Regions from separate parts of the Triticum aestivum genome. Here region 1 is linked to region 2. The links are chromatin contacts, called in public Hi-C maps. All regions are on one chromosome and are shown on one strand. Each heading gives the region's core, a stretch centred on a gene start, on an enhancer-like site or on the middle of the called end of the contact. The rest is flanking DNA. Distances are from core to core; before and after follow the strand shown.

Region 1 (4,512 bases), core at 241-2,740, 190 kb before region 2:
CACACGTGAAACCAGGGGTAAAAACTGGAATTCACTCATATAATCAAGTATGTATGTTGTAATCTGTTAAATATCCTGAACATCCTGCCTGTCAGCTATAGAAATCACGTGCACGAATCATATGATAAGATACAATGCACTGGAAACAATTTGAGCAAGTGGTATTGACAGCAGTTTCATCTCTTTTCTGATTGTGCGTGTTCAGCAGAGGAACAAGAAGTCTAGCTGGAGTCCCTTTGCGACTAAACGTCGGCCGCCATCGCCACCGCAGGAATCTCTCTTTGACAACCCTGATGCCGCAGTTGTCGCTGAAGTTCTGCGCGCGACCATCAACCCCAAGCCCCGGCGAACTCATAATGATAAGGACTATTAGAGGAGAGGGATGGAATTTTACACCGGTTTAAGGAAATGATTGTGTACATAGAAATAGAATGATTCAAGCAAAGGTCAAATTGAAAGAAGAAATCTAGTACATAGAAAAACAATCCAGCAATTAACCCAGTGTGAAGAGATATGAATGAAGCATGTTGTAGACTTGTGGTGATAGCAATTTATTGTCTCTTTTTTTCCCGATCAGTTTTCTTCAATTATTTTCCTCCACATGCTTGTGTTCTGACCATTTTCCTTTCCATTATTGCATCAATCATGAGTTCATGACGACTAATCAGCTTTGTTAGTAGTATGGCATTAATCATTTCTCTTGTTGCTATCATTCCTCTTTGTGTCTAATCCTACCAAATTATTCACACAAATTACAACCCAAACATAAGCCGGAAAACTCTACAAAAGAATCTAATCGCACAAAAGAAAAGAAGAAAAGAGAAATCGAAGAGAATTCAAGGAGGTGCAACAAGAATCGCATGGAGGTGCGCCCTCCGGAGAAGTCACGGCCGGAAGAGTGCTCCGATGAAGCTGAGGCAGCCGAACAGGAGGCGGCAGAGTGGGCCGCGCCAGCGCCGGTTCCGGCGGGTTGGGTCCTCCCTAGCCGACGGCGTCATCTGCAGGTACGCGTACGCCGCGTGTTTTACCAGCGGGTGGCGTATCATGTGTATGTCCCCACAGCTGCCGGCGCCACCGATGACGCAGGCCGCCGGCGAGCTCCCCGCCCCCACGTACCGCGGTGACGCTAGGATGTCCCGGAGGCTGGTGTACCCGTTCCCGCTGCCATCGTCGTCGTTGCTGGGGATCTCGATGCCCGGCGGTGGGCACGACGGCGCCCGCTTGAGCGGCGTGCGCCAGTGCCGGAGCTCGAAGTTCCCCTTGGTGCCGCCGTTTGCCAGCGGCGAGCGCAACCGGCCGCGGTAGTGGTGCAGAGACGGCGACGCAGAGTCCGGCGTGGCAGCCAGCGCTGCCGATGGCATAACCGCCACGATCGGACCTGCAGCTACGGAGGATGGTGGATTGATAAGAATCGAATCAAACAGCTCGAGAGCAAGACGACGACTTTGAACGGGAGAGAGGAGAGAGAGAGGGAGAGAGAGGGGGGAGCAATTCACTCGAGTATATAAATTGGGAAATAGTTGGTCGGAGGCTGCTCTGGCCCGCATGTCATCGAGCACAAAAAGGTTTTAAGGACGTCAAAATAATTATACAATTTGTTTGGAGGGAGGAGTGAGTAGCGTCTGGGCCCGGAACGGCTCGTCAGATCGGCTTCGGGTGGAGGAGGTGTGGGCCCGCAACAATTATTGGATCCACGTCGGCACGGCCACGAGTGAACGTTGTGCTTCTCCATGGGGCTGTGTTTCTCCGTGGGGATTTTGGGCGTTTTAGACTATATATAGCATCAGAAATTACTCCCTCCGTTTCAAAATAGATGACCCAACTTTGTACTAACTTTAGTATAAAGTTGAGTCATCTATTTTGGAACGGAGGGAGTAGATAGTACAAAATCACATGCCTTCCAGATCCTTCCCTTTAGTTAGGGTTTCGAGTTGTTCTCCCGGGGCGATCTTCGCCGCCGTCGAGATTTTGCTCCCCTATCGCCGATCAACCCCCTCTCTCGCCCGTGTCGAGGGGAGGGGCCGGCGGAAGTTAGGGTTCCCCCAAACGACCCGATCTGTTCTTCGGGTGAGAGATCTAATGGCGGCTTCCGGGGACTTGAGCTCCTCGGGAATCATTGAAGTTGAGCAGATGATGAAAGAGCTGGGACTGAGAGAGGAGGACTTGGACGATGTGATCTTCGATGAGCAAGTTGTGCCGCCGGAGGGGCCGAGATGGATACCCTAGCTAGGGTTAACACCACGAAGAGCTACAACCAGACTTGGTTTTACGGAAACATGAGAGCGGCATGGGACATCGCACAGGAGGCTAGGTTTAAACCTCTGGAGGAAAACCTGTATACGATCCAATTCACTTGCCTTGGTGATTGGGAGAGAGTCATGAACGATGGTCCATGGAACTTCAGGGGAGACACGGTGATTCCTCTGCCATATGATGGAATCTCGAAGCCTTCCACTGTTAAGCTTGAGACAATCAACCTATGGATCCAAATCCATGATGCACCAGAACTGTATGCTCATCTGGTGACTCCGCTAGCAGCAAAGGTGGGAGAAGTTCTATTCTCAGAACCTAACTCACATGATTTTGTGGGCAATTTTCATCGAGTTTGGGTAAGCATCAATGTCTATAAACCCCTCAAGAATGCGGTATCTATGATCAGAGATGGGAAGATGCAGATATACAAAGTTAAGTACGAAAAGCTCCCTGACTGGTGCGCGGTGTGTGGCATGCTAGGTCACCAATTTAGGGAACACGGCAATGGCATCCACCCTCCGTCAGCCCTTGTGTTCAAGGATCTTCGAGCCAGCTGGGCTATGCGTACCGGTCGAGGTCCGAGAGAAGGCCGCAACCAGAGAGGTGGACGTAGAGGATGGCGATCAGGGGGCCGCCCAAGCGGTTGATCAGAGGGGGGCCGAGGCGATATGACAGAACAAGACGCTCGTGGCGCATACCATGTTGATGAGGACCCGAGCAGGGTGGCCAGTGATGCGGATATGGAGGAATGGAGCAGGAAGAGGAACGCGGGAGCCGAGTTGGGGGCCAAAATTACCACACCTCAAAAAATCTCTGAAACTGCAGAGGAAAACATGAACTCACTTGCAATTGTGCCGGCAGTTTTGATGGATGTGAGTCCACCACCGCACAGGGACCTGAAGAGAACCAAGAAGACGGAGGAGGACTCCGAAGGTGCAATCTCAAAAGTGAAGAATTTGGCGGGCTCCTTCGAGGAGCACCGCCGGGCCCAATGAGTGCGCTCTGTTGGAACTGTCAGGGCGCGGGCAAAGCCGCGACAGTTCGAGAGGTTCGCGAGTTCATGAACAAATTTGCCCCTACCCTCTTATGTATTGTGGAAACTCAGTTAGAAGGCTCGAGGGTAGAAGTGCTAGCAGGCACCTTTGGTTATGATAATAGTTTTGCGATTGATAGTCGCGGTAGAAGTGGAGGTATTGGCATTTTTTGGAACAATGAAATAAAATTGGAAATTCTTGGTTACTCGGACTACCATATTGATTGCTCTGTTGAGGAGGTAGGGTTTGACCCTTGGATAGCTACTGTGGTATATGGCGAAGCGCAAACACACCTTCGATATAAAACGTGGGATATACTGAAAAACATCAGCACTTCTAGCAGTCTCCCTTGGCTCTGCCTTGGTGATTTTAATGAAGTTCTACGTCCCGATGAGCATGAGGGAGTTGGACAAAGGAGCAATGCACAAATACAGAACTTTCGTGATGCGGTTGATGTCTGCATGTTGCTAGATGTTGGTTATACTGGCCGCTTCTGGACCCTTGAAAAGAAAGTGAGGGGAGGATCCTACACAAGGGTCTGGCTGGATCATGCACTAGCCAATGCTGATTGGCGAGCAAGGTTTCCTCTTGCGGATCTGATACACCTGACGACAGCGTCATCGGACCACTACCCGATTCTGATGCGCTTGAACAGAGAGCAACCACGTAGCCGGCAGCCAAAACCTTTCCGGTATGAGGTAATGTGGGAAGGCCATGAATCATGGAGTGACACTATTAGCGCAGCATGGACAGGCGGGGGGATCAGCAACAGAGTGGAGGATCTATGGGCTAAACTGCATGCGATATCCCAGGACTTGGGGCGTTGGAACAATGAGACCTTTGGAAACGTGCGGAGAGAGATTAAACGGCTGAAAACGGAGCTGGAGAAGCTTCGGTCTGATCCAAGTCGAACGGCTCCGTCCCACGTTCAGCTCAAGATAAACGAAAATTTAGTTGAACTCTACCATCGTGAAGAAATACTATGGAGGCAGCGGTCCAGGATAGAGTGGCTAACGTCGGGTGACAAAAACACAAAGTTTTTCCACTTGAGAGCGAGCATACGAAGAAAGAAGAATATGATAAAGGCCCTTCAAAACTATCTTGGAGTCTTGACAGATGATCCGGAGGAACTTAAAGCAACGGTACATGATTTTTATAAAACTTTGTATACATCAGAGGGTGTAAACAATATGGAAGCGGTTCTCAATTGTGTACCAGCCAAGGT
Region 2 (4,680 bases), core at 1,690-4,189:
CAAAATGTAGTATTCATCTAAGTCCTAAAGGTGACAAACATATTGTTAATACTCACCTCATCAGGATCTGGGACTTCAAGCGTTGTACCATGAGGTGCTTTTATTGCGATTAGTGTCTGATTCTGCAAATTAAAGCACAGTACTTTTAATTTACTTGATTTATAGAGATGATACCGGTCATTTAACAAGTATTGCTAGAGATCAAAAAGTACCTGAAAGCATGGCAAAGACTTGATATCATCTTCTGTGACATACAGCCATCTGTGGGAAACGAGGTGAAAGAATAGATTATAGACTTGCATTGAAGTCCTAAATGTCTTAAGTAACTATACGACGAACATAAATACTCTTTTAGGGAGGAAAGGGGGGCCACTTACTTTTGGTTATTTTCGTCTTCAGTGAGCTCTCTTAACTTGTCTCGCATTTCACTGGAAGAAACAATCAAGTTAGTGAAAGAATAATAACATCAGGAACTTAAGTAACTCGTCGCCAACCTTATTTGTCCGTCTAAGCTATGCTCTTGCAGTGTGAGGGCTTCAATATCTCCCTGCAGATGACAGATATAAAGAATCATAATTTTTGAGAGCTGAGGAACTAAAGAATCTCCTTGTCCACAAATCATGTTGCATGTGAAGCAACATTTGTCATAACTAAAACGGCACAAAGCATGATACCTGTAAAATGGACATATCATCGCTAACTTCACCTGGTCGAGAGTCATCGATTCCTCTGCAAAAGAGCATACATAATGTAAGTGATGACCACAAAATACAAGTAATAGATATGGACACAGGATAACTTACTTCCAACGAATGTTGTTCTTAAGCTTCTTTTCTATCAGCCCTATCCCTTCGAGGACATTAGTAATGTCATATATACGTCTTTTTTGTACCTGCACAAAGGCAGCACATTTACATGACTAACACTAGAAAGGATCTCTTGAAACAAGAGAAGCAAACTACCAACCTCTAGCGTTTCTGCAGCATTATTCAAATCAACCATGCCACCAGGTGCACCCTTTAGCAAGTTCAGGAACTTTTTTGTCAATAACCCTAAATGGACAACATCAATAAATGATGATCAGCTAACAAGCTACTGATAAAATACCAGTCCAGAAAAACAATAGTCCAAAATTGAGTGTCCCATCTAACCTAGGGAGCTATCATAACGGCAGCCACCAACAGGAGTAGCTGGATTGCCCGGAGAACCTGGAAAATAGTATTAACATGAGCGACTTGGTCAAAGATGAATATGATTCATGGCTGACTGAATCCACATCACTCACCGGAAAACAAAGGGGTCTGAGGACAAGATTTCTGGCCTTTTGCAGCTTTAGGCTTGGCGGACATTTTAGAACCTTTTCCCGAAGGTGGTGTAGGAATTGGACTGTTTGCTGCGTTAGCATATCCAGGGCTCATCATCCAATCATTTGATTCAGCTACCTCATTGTCTTCTCTGTTGTGTTTCCGCTTTAACTACAAAATGAAACATTGTTATTAGATTTATGAGAAAAGCACGCATTGCATCAAAAGCGTTAATGAAAACTGAATGTTGGTTAACATGTGTTCTCCAAGCTTTCTGCAGCTACTACAAGAATGCGGCGTCGATAAAACATGTAAGATTCAAGAGAATCGGCCAAGGGGGAAGAGAGCCATAAGAGAATAGGGTTCTGGAACGAAATATTTATAAAGTGTAACTGTTAGTAATGGATCCTAGGGAAGTTAGTGGAATATGATTTGATAGTTTTATAGCCTGGATTAGCACTTGTTAATCAATAAATTAAAAAGGACTCCGAATAAATAGACAAGTCATAACAACCGTCATGAAACAGTAACAGGTTTTTTCTGTAAGAAGAAACTGTTTTTGTTAAGTTTATATTATCCCTGTAGCTCTTTCAGTAAATTATAAAATGTTCTGCCTGTTTTCACACAGTGTGGCGAATTTAGCTAAAAGATGAAACTCGTAACATTGTCCACACCTCAATTATGAGAGTTGTGGAGAATGTCTTCGCTTTGGGGTTTTCAAGCCAGCAGCACATGTCACACAATCTAATGCTCCCTCCGTCCCACAATATAAGAGCGTTTTTTACACTAAACGCTCTTATATTATGGGACAGAGGGAGTAGCTTGAGCCACTATAGGTTGTGAGGAGCAGAATGAAGTAAGTCGTCAATTGAGAGCAGCTGGGAACATTATATGCTTTGTAGGAGAATGGCGCATATGAAAGTGTGACTAGGTAGAAATCAAGTTAAGAAACATGAGCCTTCCCATCAAATCATACCGATTTCCAAATATTTAGTTCGTTCAGATTCCATCTTAGACACTCTTCTAGAAATAGCGGAATGAATCGTAAATAAAGGCTGTATTGGACTGCGCCACAACCCACCGGGTAGCAAAAATTCAGCAATTTTTCCTCTATCACATCCAAAAACAACCATTCCCCTCGACCCCAGCTTGGGCGTTCTCAAATCTACAGTGACACGCTCCAGCATTGCTACGCTCGATCTACTGCGGCGGCTCAGATGAGCTCCCCTCGTGGCGAGCGGGACGGGTTGCGTCCTAAGAAGCGTCCAACTGAAAACCGAAACAGTGAATCTATCGAGAAAGCTCCTTGACAAGCCCACCCCAACTCACTGGCGTCCTGAGGACGACGGCCTCCGTCATGTCGGCGCTGCCGCCGCCGTCGGCCGGGCCGAAATGGTGGTACTCGCCAGGCGGCGACCCGAACGGCTGGTAACGCTGCAGCAGCACGCGCGCCGCGCCCTCGCTGCTGGTTCCGCCGGCGGCGGCCGCCATGGTGATCCGAGGCGCGGAGCCGGCGGATGGATCGGGGCGGGGCGCTTAGGGTTTGGATCTGAGGATTTTTGGCGGCAGAGGGGGAGAAAACGAGGGAAAGGAGGGGGTGGAGGGGGAGGAAAGGAGGGAAAATTGTGGTTTCGGTAGTGGAGGATGAAAGTTATGGCCTCGGACAGATGATGGGGTACAGTTTTAGAGGACCGGGACGGGAAATGTAAGCGGTCATTCTTTTTTACTACAGTACTATCTTCTTATTACTACGAGTGTTCAATTTATGATCACTCGAATGAAATAAGCCTTTGGCTTCTTCACTGAGAGAAGCGTGAGCATCGAACAAGAGTGACTAGCGGTGTGCAGTACTGGTACAACAGGGAAACGAAAACATTCTTGACACGTCATGTGGCCTGGTGATTCTAATGTATCATGGGAGATAAAAGTGAGACGTGGCAGCAGGGAAAACGTCTCTGTCGAAACAAATTAAAGCAAGGAAAACGCCCAACTGTGTGGGGCCCGGGTTTCGTGGAGAGATGCGCGCGCTTTTATTTTCCCGCCGCCGCGCTTGTGGCCTCCCCCTGACACGTGGGTCAACCGCCAGCTTGAGCGCGCGCTGGCTCTCGGTTTTTGGCGCGGAGACTCCTGATTGGTTAAGCCCGCGCGCCCAAGGCTTAAATGAATGCGCTCGACATCCATCTGCAGAGTTTTTTTAGGCAGCTAATCCTGACGAGGACATCAATATCACTGTTACACCCACAGCCCCTATTATCACATATACTGGACCAATTACTAGAACTCGCGCACACCAATTAAATTATCAGGAACTTTCGTTTCTTGGTAATGATTCTAATGTTCATGAGAATATGATGCTGCCTAAATTGGATACATTTGTTTTGCTTACAAATGAAGGGCCTAGCTTGGAGAAGGATGAACATTGGAGCAAGTACAAGCATGGAGATGGTGGCATGCGCAAGGGGAACAAGAACGGAGTTACAAGTGATGATTTCAGGACGTTGAATCCACCATAATTAGTGCATGAAGCCTTGGACGAAATATACAAGATGCTACTTCATAACTTTCGTCCAGAGGCTATTCTAGGATGTTGCGTCACCTTTTTATTGGGCCACACCCATGTAATTTCGAAATACATAAGTATAGGCTATTTTTAGAGTCCGTATGTATGGGGAAACAAGAGGTAGGGTTGGTTTCGTTTAGACTTTGGGTTTTGTTTAGATTAAAAGTTCGCCATAGCTGCAACTTCGCGTACTTCGTTTGTGTTCAACGGCCAGACCAATATGTCATAGAACCCCATCTTGATCAATAAATCTTTCATTTTACATTTGCAATATCCAGATTGCAATCTCGGTTTCTTGCTTGTTCTTCGTTTGCTCGCAGGAAATAGACCCTCATGGTCAGGTTGATCGTGCTCCGACGTGGTCAATAACCTCTAGGGGTTGGTTTAGCGATTGCTAAGGCGCGACGTCCTCGCACGTACGTAGTCGGATCGTCAAAGTCTACTCCTCCGAAACGATAATCGTCATCTCATCGAAAGACGGGACACCTTTGCCTCTATCAAACCCGTAAATTTGCGCCCATGTATGTTCGCGGATCACGGACACTGTGATGCCGGAGACCATCGTCCAATGTTGTCCGCATATTTTTTTTAACAGGATTGCCCACATACATTTTAAATAGTATTTGAACTAAACAGACAAAAATTGCGTAAAGCAATCGATATTAATTAAAGTTCGGATAGAAAATAGCACGGATCATCCATATACATAGCATGCGAATAAGTCTAGTAGAACAATGTCTCAAATTCACGAGATTAACCGGATGTCCAACAAGTTTTTCAACAACGGATCATGTTGTCCCACACAATACCGCCCCT

The links. A called contact is a pair of places that touch in the nucleus more often than the background predicts.
Region 1: a contact with region 2 is called in a Hi-C map of leaf, with 2.1 times the contacts expected there. The contact joins the promoter of LOC123111129 here to the promoter of LOC123111126 in region 2. A contact is called at or near these places in 2 of 5 Hi-C or Micro-C datasets (both in leaf).

The regions. Positions count from the first base shown.
Region 1 is chr5B:231,012,218-231,016,729 of IWGSC CS RefSeq v2.1, reverse strand. LOC123111129 reads right to left here and starts at 1,490. Exons shown (of 1, transcript XM_044531820.1): 1 at 678-1,490. The coding sequence starts at 1,361. The coding sequence ends at 885. It overlaps LOC123111127 (putative HVA22-like protein g), which reads left to right. Exons shown (of 6, transcript XM_044531819.1): 6 at 209-576. The coding sequence ends at 373.
Region 2 is chr5B:230,823,212-230,827,891 of IWGSC CS RefSeq v2.1, reverse strand. LOC123111126 (transcription factor E2FA) reads right to left here and starts at 2,939. Exons shown (of 14, transcript XM_044531816.1): 1 at 2,634-2,939; 2 at 1,286-1,475; 3 at 1,152-1,208; 4 at 967-1,052; 5 at 804-892; 6 at 675-729; 7 at 495-547; 8 at 378-428; 9 at 213-261; 10 at 57-122. The coding sequence starts at 2,795.